Linked DNA regions of Mus musculus: region 2 is linked to region 1. The links are chromatin contacts, called in public Hi-C maps. All regions are on one chromosome and are shown on one strand. Each heading gives the region's core, a stretch centred on a gene start, on an enhancer-like site or on the middle of the called end of the contact. The rest is flanking DNA. Distances are from core to core; before and after follow the strand shown. Region 1 has its middle 19 kb from the start of Ahr. Region 2 has its middle 16 kb from the start of 9130015A21Rik.

The links. A called contact is a pair of places that touch in the nucleus more often than the background predicts.
Region 2: a Hi-C map of B cells shows a contact between it and region 1, with 2.7 times the contacts expected there. The contact joins two enhancer-like sites. A contact is called at or near these places in 1 of 39 promoter capture datasets (the 3T3-L1 cell line), 1 of 15 datasets of contacts at CTCF or cohesin (the NIH/3T3 cell line), 2 of 484 Hi-C or Micro-C datasets (B cells and pre-B cells) and 5 of 115 datasets of contacts at active chromatin or transcription factors (CD8 T cells, T-cell acute lymphoblastic leukemia, bone marrow-derived macrophages and 2 more).

Annotation. Positions count from the first base shown.
Region 1 is chr12:35,552,036-35,556,839 of GRCm38.p6, reverse strand. No RefSeq gene overlaps it. Among named protein-coding and RNA genes, the nearest start is that of Ahr, 19 kb to the right of the region's middle. Within about 2 kb of position 2,344, at least 43 of the 459 cell types and tissues checked have an H3K27ac peak or open chromatin away from gene starts, as enhancers often do. A contact at or near this core is called in B cells, CD8 T cells and bone marrow-derived macrophages, where this site is marked.
Region 2 is chr12:35,709,058-35,713,861 of GRCm38.p6, reverse strand. No RefSeq gene overlaps it. Among named protein-coding and RNA genes, the nearest start is that of 9130015A21Rik, 16 kb to the right of the region's middle. Within about 2 kb of position 1,866, at least 78 of the 459 cell types and tissues checked have an H3K27ac peak or open chromatin away from gene starts, as enhancers often do. A contact at or near this core is called in B cells, CD8 T cells and bone marrow-derived macrophages, where this site is marked.

The DNA of each region.
Region 1 (4,804 bases), core at 1,095-3,594:
TCTGAAGAAGTTCATTAATATCTTCCTTCCTTATCCTTCATTTTATAGACTTTAAAGTAGGAAACTATTTTATGCAGTAACAATCAGGGACACATGGAAAATAATACCAAAATATACATGAAAAATAAAACAAAGGCTAAACCCTGAAGGCAAAATCTAAAGGAAATTTGAAAAATAGGAGAGAGAATTGCCTGTGTTTGTTCTTAACTGTTCTGTGGCATTTTGTATCAAACTTGTTTTTTTTTGTTGTTGTTGTTGTTGTTGTTTTTTTGTTTTTGTTTTTTGTTTTTTTTGCAAAGTCTTCAAAGCCAGTTATTCCATAAAGATAAAACCAGAGAACTTGGACTAAAGGCTACATGTGTCTTTGTGTCCTTAGAGATCATCAACTATAATCCGTATTTATAATTCATCAAATCTAATCTAAAAATATTTATTTTATGAGTGAGACAACCAATCGGTCAAGGTGACATAGAACAACCCAGTAGCTTCAACTTTGTAATGATCAGATTGACCGTTTGTGGCCGAATTTGACAATTACTTGCAAATACATAGTTCTCTAGAAAAGCAGATACTAATTCTGTCCCTCATAACAGTGTCTTGCCCTCTAAGGGAGTCTCTGGAATATGGCAGGAAGTCCTTTGCCTAGTGCTATGAATGATAGCTTCTGTGCTTTGTCAGTCATGGTAGCTGCAGGGCTCTGAACAATACCCCAGTGCCCTCTCGGGGTTAATGAGCTTCCCAAGGCGCTAACCTGCCATGAGGGAGTAGTTCAGAATGTGGGAAGATTAGATTCTTCTTTATCATGGCAGTACTTTTTTTTATTTGTTAACCTAATGCCCTTGACATTTCCCACAATTATATTTCTTTCCTACTTATTATGCCCGGCGTCTTGAAATGAGTAGTGTGTGCTCGCCTCCTTCCTTAACCTCATCCCCCATTGCTTAATCAGCTTTTGGCTGTTTTCCATAGCAAGATTCTGTGTTTGGGGCCTTTTCTTCTCAAAGGTCTCTCTTAACTGTCTCCTTCTTGGTTTCTTTGTTTTACGAGAGGTTAGGTGTTGCCCTACCTGATACCCTTTCATCATATGCTTGGAAATTGAGAACAACAGAGACCCATACTGAGTGTGTCGCTCATCTGACCTCACCCCCATCCTGTTCCCGCAGTGCCCCTGACCTTGCTAACTTTACTTGGCTCTCTTGGTAAATGTATTTCTAGTGATTGTTTCCATGATTATGTTGCTGATTAATGAGTCTCTAAATCTTGCTGTTTTGTGAGCATCTAAGTATGATTTCAACTGTTTTCTTCACTTTGTTGTCTATACTTATACATAAATCGAGGGCTGCGGGATGGCTCAGTCAGTAAAGTGTTTGCCATGTAATGTGGGGACCTGAATTTGGATTCTGAACCCCATGTAAAAAGCTAGGCATATGCAATTCAATAATTATAGTCTGAGAAGGTAGACCCAAGAGGATTTCAGGAGTTCTCTGGTCAGCTAGGCTACCATTAGCTGTGACCTTAAGGTTCAGTGAGAAGCCATGTCTCAAAAATTAACACGGATCAAGCTGGAGAGACATCTCAGAAGTTAAAAAGGGTGCGAGAAGGGTAGAGGGCCAGACCAGTAAGAAATCATCAAGCTGATGCTTGATTTCCTTTGTTTGTATTGAGGTAGAGAACAAATCCAGGAAGAAAAGAGAAGATGAAGAAAACCAGCCTGCCACAGGGAGTATATTCAACAATGCTCTGATGCTTATCTCTGGTAAAAATGCATATTGCTTTTATAGACAACCATTAGGCAGCTCACAAGCACTTGAAATTCCAGCTTCAGGCGACCTAATACCCTCTTCTGGCCTCTTTATGCTCCTCCAACCATATACAACATACCAACAATTAACAGTTAAAAAATAAATAATTTTTAAAGGCAGAGGGTGATTGAAGAAGTTAATGATTGCATATCCATATCTGTGCATTGCAGATCCATATCTGTGCATTGCAGATCCATATCTGTGCATCCCAACGCACACATATCAACAAGTATACCTATATAACACACACATACACATGAACATACATAGATACACTCCACCTCACATTAAGATGTTCTTCTTCCCAATCTACAATTAAAAATCAACAGCTTTCTATTTTTCATGTGTTATACATCAACATCAAACATATACATCAAACATTTTTTATAGTTAAGGATATATTTGGCAAACTATGGTATTGCATTAATTATTATGTAAGCTCTTCATAAAAGTTTCATTATTTCCTCATTCCTCTTTGCCCCTGGCCCTTTTCTCCTCCTCCCTGCTCTGAACACAGCCTTACACACAGGAAGCAGGGGCCTCCCTCTGAGCAGTATCCTCAGCCACAAGACCTTCCTCTCTCTGCTTATTGTCCCCACCTTAGTTTACCCATGCATCCAACGAACCCACCTTCCATGCTTAATCCGGGCAATTTTTCAGTTTGCGACTTGTCTGTAGAGAAAGGCCCGTGCAGGTTTTTACACAGTGACTGTATGAGGTGTAGCATTGTAAACCCCTGAGCAGCGTAAGCACTGTCACGTGACTATGCTACTTCTCTTCCCCTTCATTAACGTGACTTCACTCTAATAAATTAAGCACAGTGAACCCAAAGTTGGGTTCTGTTCCAGAAGCGTGGAAGGGTGGGAGAAGGGTAGAGGGCCAGACCAGTAGGAAATCATCAAGCTGATGCTCGATTTCCTTTGTTTGTATTGAGGTAGAGAACAAATCCAGGAAGAAAGAGAAGATGAAGAAAACCAGCCTACCACAGGGAGTGTATTCATCAATACCCTGATGCTAATCTCTGCTTGTTATACCAAGCCTTTGCTAAAGCATTGCACAGCCTCCTGGGATATGGAGCATGGCTTCACCACATAGAGGCTTTGCTCTGCTTCATTTCATCCTTCAATCCATGGACTTCTTAGCTGTGCCTCCTTCAGGACGATGGGAGAACATTTATGTTGTAAGCCTAGGTGAATATTTTCAGACTGTTCCACGACATTTTTAAGTCTTGATGTTTCTCAAATGTATTGGTTCCTTAACTTACAGATTCAGATATTTAGCAGAGATCGATGAACTACCATTAGTATTGGCCTTTGAGTTGTTAGATTGCCTCTGAGAATTCAGTACCATATATGACAGACATGGATGGTGCTCTATATTGTGGGAAACAGCAATTACCGAGAAGCTGGGGAAGCCTGGAGATAAGGGAAGTGCCCAGTTCCGTGGAAGAATGTGGTGTTCCCAGCAGAAGCAGCTTTACCCTACCTGCTGCCTGGAGGGATCACAGGACAGTCACTTAGGGCCACTTCGAGGATTTGGTAGGACAGTTGCATTTCTACGGAGTATTTCCTGTTTGACATTCAGTAAATACCCAACAAGTGCCACTTACAATAACTGCATGAGTGATTTTATGTTATGAATAGTTTTATTGTTTTGAGTTTCACTTCTTAAAATTCTCTTTGCTTTAACTCTCAGCAATTATGTGTTTCACTTCTGACTCAAAACTTCTGACTCAGCCGAGTCAAACAGATAGCACAAGAAGCAGAGGGTCAGCACCACTTCACAGACTGTCTCAGTGTGAGTATGAAGACATTTAAAGATCTTTTACCATAACAAAAGGCAGGCTATGAAGCTGGAACAAATGAGGCCCGGTATCATGGAAATATCATGCTTGCCTCTAGAGCCCCAAATCCTAAAATAAGCAGAGAATAAAAGTTGATCTCCAAATTTAGAAAAGATGCTTCTAGTAAGACTTCCTCCCATGGTTTATTAAAGTAGCTGCAGAACACTACTTGCAATTTATAATGGGCCACATTACACACATAATAGTTCAAATGCAGTCACATTCCTTAGAATGCAAGTTATGCTCAATACTCTATTGTGCTTCAGCCCAACAATGAAGAACTCTATGGCAGTGTTTCTCTCTTCTGTCAATGAAGGGAAGTAGGTACACTAATACATATCCCTGAATGCTTTTTATTCATTCTAGACATCACTGCAAAGTACCCTGGACTGTCTTAGCTTGAGATCTGGGGCTAACTACTAATACTCTCCATTTCAATGTGACTGCAGTGGAGCTGGTCAAGCCACATTGAGTGATGAGAGGAAATATAACCCTTGATGAGAATCTGGTTATGTCAGGGGTGAGATGCTAGCAAGGACTATAGGTATTGGTAAAGAAAACTGTGGGCTGCAGAGATGGCTGTGGAGGAAGAGAGCATGTACAAACACAGGACCTGAGTTCAATCCCTAGCCCTCTCATAAAAAGCTTAATATGTCCACTTATGTATTTCTAGGGAATGGAGACTAAAGTGTTGCTGGATCCTTTTGTCCACTATCATAGCTCCAGGTCTAGTGAGAGGCCTTGTCAAAAATGGATTAAGGTGGAGCGTAATCAAATAGGGTGCCCAATGTCTTCATTTAGACTCTGTACATGTGCCTGTATGTAACCCCTATGCACATGCAACTTCATAGAGACACAGACATAATCTATTAAACTGTTTGATATCATTGGGGTGTGTATCATGCAATGGCTTAAATGGACAAAATTCCTTAAAGGCTCACATGCATGAAAACTTGTTTCCATTGAATGATACTGCTTTGGAAGTTTTCAAAGCTTTAGGGAGTGGGGCCTTGTGGGATGAAGTAGGTCACTGGAGGAGGACTTCAGATTACACCTGGGCATCTTCTTGTTCATTTTTTGATTGTGTACATATTGTGGAAAGCCACCTTCTGCTCCTAACACCATACATTCCCTTCCCAAATGGATCATATCCTCCTGG
Region 2 (4,804 bases), core at 617-3,116, 160 kb before region 1:
TATGGAATGATCAAAGTACTGAGAGCAACTAATTCCATATTCAAAAATATAACTGTTCTAAAATTAGGGAGTTGTTTCCCCAAGTAATTGTCTTCCCAAGTTTAGCTTCAGGGAGAGGTGGAATAGAATGTCAAATGCAGAACTCCAAGTCTCTATACATGTGTAGCAAGTTTGTCTTACATCTTCCCAGATGCTGGTCTATTTTCACACCAGCAGCTCCTCATACTTCTCATGACCAACATTTGGCTGGCTCAACATAGGGAGAGAAGAAGATAAAGCAGGACACTGAAGCTAAGGAAAATAGGTTACCTTTGGTGTGTTTTAGTAAAAGCAGCACAGGACGCTTCCCAGAGTTCTCTTCTCAAGTCATAGTGCATTGAAGACTTTCAAGAGTCATTGGCTTGGGATTAAGTACCCAGGGTTTGCATGTAAAACATCACAGGAGGAAAACAACATGACTCATGTCATGTAGAGCTTCATGGGAGAAAGTTAAGAGCAACACAGAGAGAATATGTTGAGGCCACTTTTGATTTCACAGTAGGATAATCACACTGAGCCTGAGCTACCCAATGCATTATGTACAATTGTGCACTGAAAACTGTTAGAATGACTTCCAGGTCACCAAGAGTGTCATCAGGACATGTATCACACTCTAGTAGCACTTAACTTAACTCTGCCACTTAAAATATTGTTAGGGGAAAGGAAAATATTGAACGGTGTCTATAAAAGACAAATCATTCTGATACAGTTATCTACTCACAAGATCTGTGGAAAATGAGGCACTCCAGAGACCTATTTGTTGCATCCTGATGCAGGGCTATAGGAGTGACACTACACTCCCAGCAGCCTGGACAGAGGCAGCACAGAGGCGTGCTGGCATGCACACAAGCGTTCAAGAATCTAGTTAAGATCTGTACCTGGTACAAGATGGGGCAGGTTATATTCACTGTGAAAGCATGTGATAATGGGTCATGGAAAATACAGTGTGGGTTACGAGAAGCCAGGGGAAGTTTCTTGATTTCCATTGAGAGTAGTTTCTAAACACTTGTCCTGTGTACACCCACACAGGTCCCACAGTCTCTAAAGGGATCATTTAGGTCAAGCAAAGGGAAACAGCATGCTTCTGCACTTAATCATTCCTTACAAATATTTGCTTTGTACTTACGTGTCCCAGGTACTGTTCCTGTGTCCTGCAGATCCAGGACTGAGAAGACGTTCCCACGTAGAGAATCGTGATTAAGTGCTTACACTTTCAGTGCAAAGCAGTTACTCTTTTGAGCATTCTTGTACTTAAACCATTTAACTTCCATGAAAATAACTTTAAGAGGTACCATAACCCCCCTTTTATAGGCAAGAAAACAGGCCCTAGAATAACTTGCTAGAGCAGAGGGAAGACCAAAAAGGGGTTCCTTAATTGGCTTGCCATCCTGACTTTGGATACCGGGAATAGAAAGGTGTATTTGAAAGGTGTTGAGGCATGGGACCCAGAGGCTGGAAAGCTATCAATCTCCTGATAATGCCAGAGGTGTTTTGCTTGGTGGCACTTACTTACAGGTTATCTAACTTCATCCTGTAACATGTTACAGATAAGTAAAACAGTGCAGTCTCATAACTAGGTAAGTGGGAGGAGCAGGGATGGTTGAACTCAAGGGACTCATACTACACTGTCACAGAAGAAGAAAACAAAACCAGAAAGAAACAGTTGGAAATTATTTTTCAAATCTGCCTCTAAGAGTCTTGGAGACATGCCTGTGCGTCAATTTTAAAAGTTAATATTGCACTTATATATCATGGCAGGCCTGTGTCAGGCTCAGAGACTCAGTGAGGAGAGGAAGTATTTCTACTGTTTTAAAAAACCCTCATGGTATGTTGAGCATGTGTTTCAGAGAAGTTTTTCACATCCCTTTTTATGTTTGAGAAAAGGAAAAAGGGCCCATGTGGCAACATCATTTGAATTTCACATCCTATTTCACAGAAGTTTTTAGTTCTCAAGAGTAAAAAAATGACTTTCTTGAGTAAACGTAAATTGACTGGTCATATGACATAGGCAAGTGCTTTTGTGTTTTCTATGCATCACCGGCACACAGACACAGGTGTCATCACGCAATGGCAATGATCAACGTGGTCTTCCCACTTTCAGTCACATAAGATCCGGTATCTTTCAGTTCCTGCTGACTACTCTGGAATCCCTACTCCCCAGAATGCCCACAGCATGCTAATATGTCAACTTCCTACCCAGAACCTGCTGGGTCCCTTGATGTCCACAGGAGTCATTCAACTTTCGCAACAACAGGAGGAGTGAAGTCTTCATGTACTAACATTGCCCGTGTGAAACACAAGTTTGAGGACCATCAGAAAAGCAGTGCTCCACTTTCTGTCGTGATACTTTGCACACATGTTCCAGATGATGGAACCTAGCAGACAACTTCCAGGGAGAGATGGCAGCTTCTCTCATCCCTCCAGGAGCCATGGAGTGATGGCTACTTCAGCTTTCCAAGCTGCTTTCTATTTCAAAGAGAACACTGTGGACGTCCCAGTACCTTTGCCAGCACGCTTCCAGCGGGTCTGTCCGGATGTGTCCCTAAACGTGTAATGCATCCTCAGACTCAAGCTGGGAGACAATAGAATTCAACTAGGAATCACAACGTGGCTGATTGCATTGACTTTACAATAATTCTACAAAGAAAGAACACTATTTCCATGAGCCTGTTGTGTGTAAAAGAGCCCAGCTAGTGTGTGTAAGTACATGGAAAGTACCTGCCTGACACAGACCAAGCAGTCAGGACTTCAGAACCCATGTTTAACTCTCTTTCCACTGTGTCACACTGTCTTCTTGGCAGACAAACAAAATCCAACAGTCTTTATTGACGTCCATTTTAAAACATTATCCAGGAGTCCTTGATTTTATATGTTATAGAGTTTTATTCCTGGAAAAACATGCTCCAGTAACCCAGAAATCTCAAATTAAGACAAACTGCTATTCATTTGCATTGTGAGGACTGGTTTCTGTTCTTTTCACTTCTGGAGAGTTAGTAGTCTCATGTGGTACAGGTGTGTAGAAAGGCGTTTATCTGGGTGACTATAACCACATCTGTAACCGCTAATTTTATGGGAGAGTTATTGAGTTATAAAAGCATCCATGTCTCAATAAAAAACAAAACAGCATTTTACTGTTTAGCATATGAAGAAAGTATCATACTTCTCTGTGATTATACATTATGAAGTAATTTAAGTGTGCCTTTTACAGTTCTTATATATCCATGCACATGACATGCGGGGCCATGAGTGTGGGAGAGTAAAGGGAGTGGGGGGAACTCCGAGTCCCACCAGAGTTCTGGTGCTCTGGGCAGGTGGATGCAGAAGGACTGCCGCATGCTTTCCACGTGGCCCAGGGTAGGTGTCTGGCTGTGGGAAGCCATGAAATCCCAGCTCACCGAAGGGTGGGGGTTGGGGGTGGAGGGTGGACAAGGGGCAGTCCTAGATAACAGGCTCTCACTCTCCAGCATCCCAGACTGGATACTGTGGAGGAGCTGAGAACAAATGGGAGGCCCCGGGGGGTGGCTTGTCAGCCTTGGGGCCAAAGGGACGAAAGGATAGGGAAAGAGCATAGCAGTCAAACAAATGTTTTGTGGGTGGCCTGAGGAGAATCCTTAACCTTAAACCACGTATTCAAATAAATTTATAGGCTTTCTTAATGCAACAAAGATAGCTATTAACTATTTGAGAGTGTTTTTCCTTTTTCTGCTTTATACTGTCTACACAGTAAGCTATTTGAGTACTTGAATCTATTTGTGTAAGGTAGAGATTTTTACGATAAAAATGTAAGAACATTTGCTCAATTGAGAAAAATTAAGATCATAGATTTGATTTCACCATGAAAAACTAATGTTATGGACTCAGCAGTTGTAAAAGTAGCTTTGCCTATAAACACATATGCACATAAACACTCAAATGGTCTAGGTTTGGTGGAAAGCTCTGAGTCTACCCCCTCTTGCCCTTTTCTCCCCTTCAATTATAGACACTACTCACTGCACATTCTTGGAGATTTTGCCTAGCACTTCTGTTCTTTCCTGTTCTATTCTGTCTCTGGAAGTTTGTTCTTGGCAACACATGTATGCCCAAGAGGGTATCTGCAGCAGAACTCTCTTGACAGAGGGCTCCTCTGAAAAGCATTCCCAAGCTATGAAGTTTCCATTTAAAATGTAAAGCTTATCAAAATAGAATATATTCAAGTCTCCAGTACTGGTATTTGTATAAATTGCTTTAAAGACCAAGAATTTAATTATGTTACAAAGCATGTTTGTGTCCTGGGACTTTGTATAATAACAGTTTAAGTGGTGAAAATAATAGTAAATTCTAGTGACTTATTTACATTTTAAAAATGTCTAGCTATACTTTTATATTTCTGGCACAATGCATATTGATATAGGACCTTTTATGTGCAGCATTAGTTGCAGTTAATCCCTTGCTATGTGTTTGATTATTTCTACTTAATGAGATGATGCTATTTATTACTGTTCCAAGGTTAGAGATGGCAAAAGTGATTCTGGATGTAGTTCTCTTCTTTATTATAGACACTCAAATAGTCACGCAAAGCCATATAAAGAGATATAAGCACGTGTTGGATATGCAATTCTTGAATGAATATCCAGAACTGTTTCCTTGGCGTTTATCTGGATTTGTTTTATGAAATTCTTTTACCATAGCTTAGGGGTGTTTTGATAAATGTTCATCTATAATCCAAGTTAGATAAATGTAAATTAGTTTGGGGATGGGGATATGTTCCCATATATTAAGTGTTTGG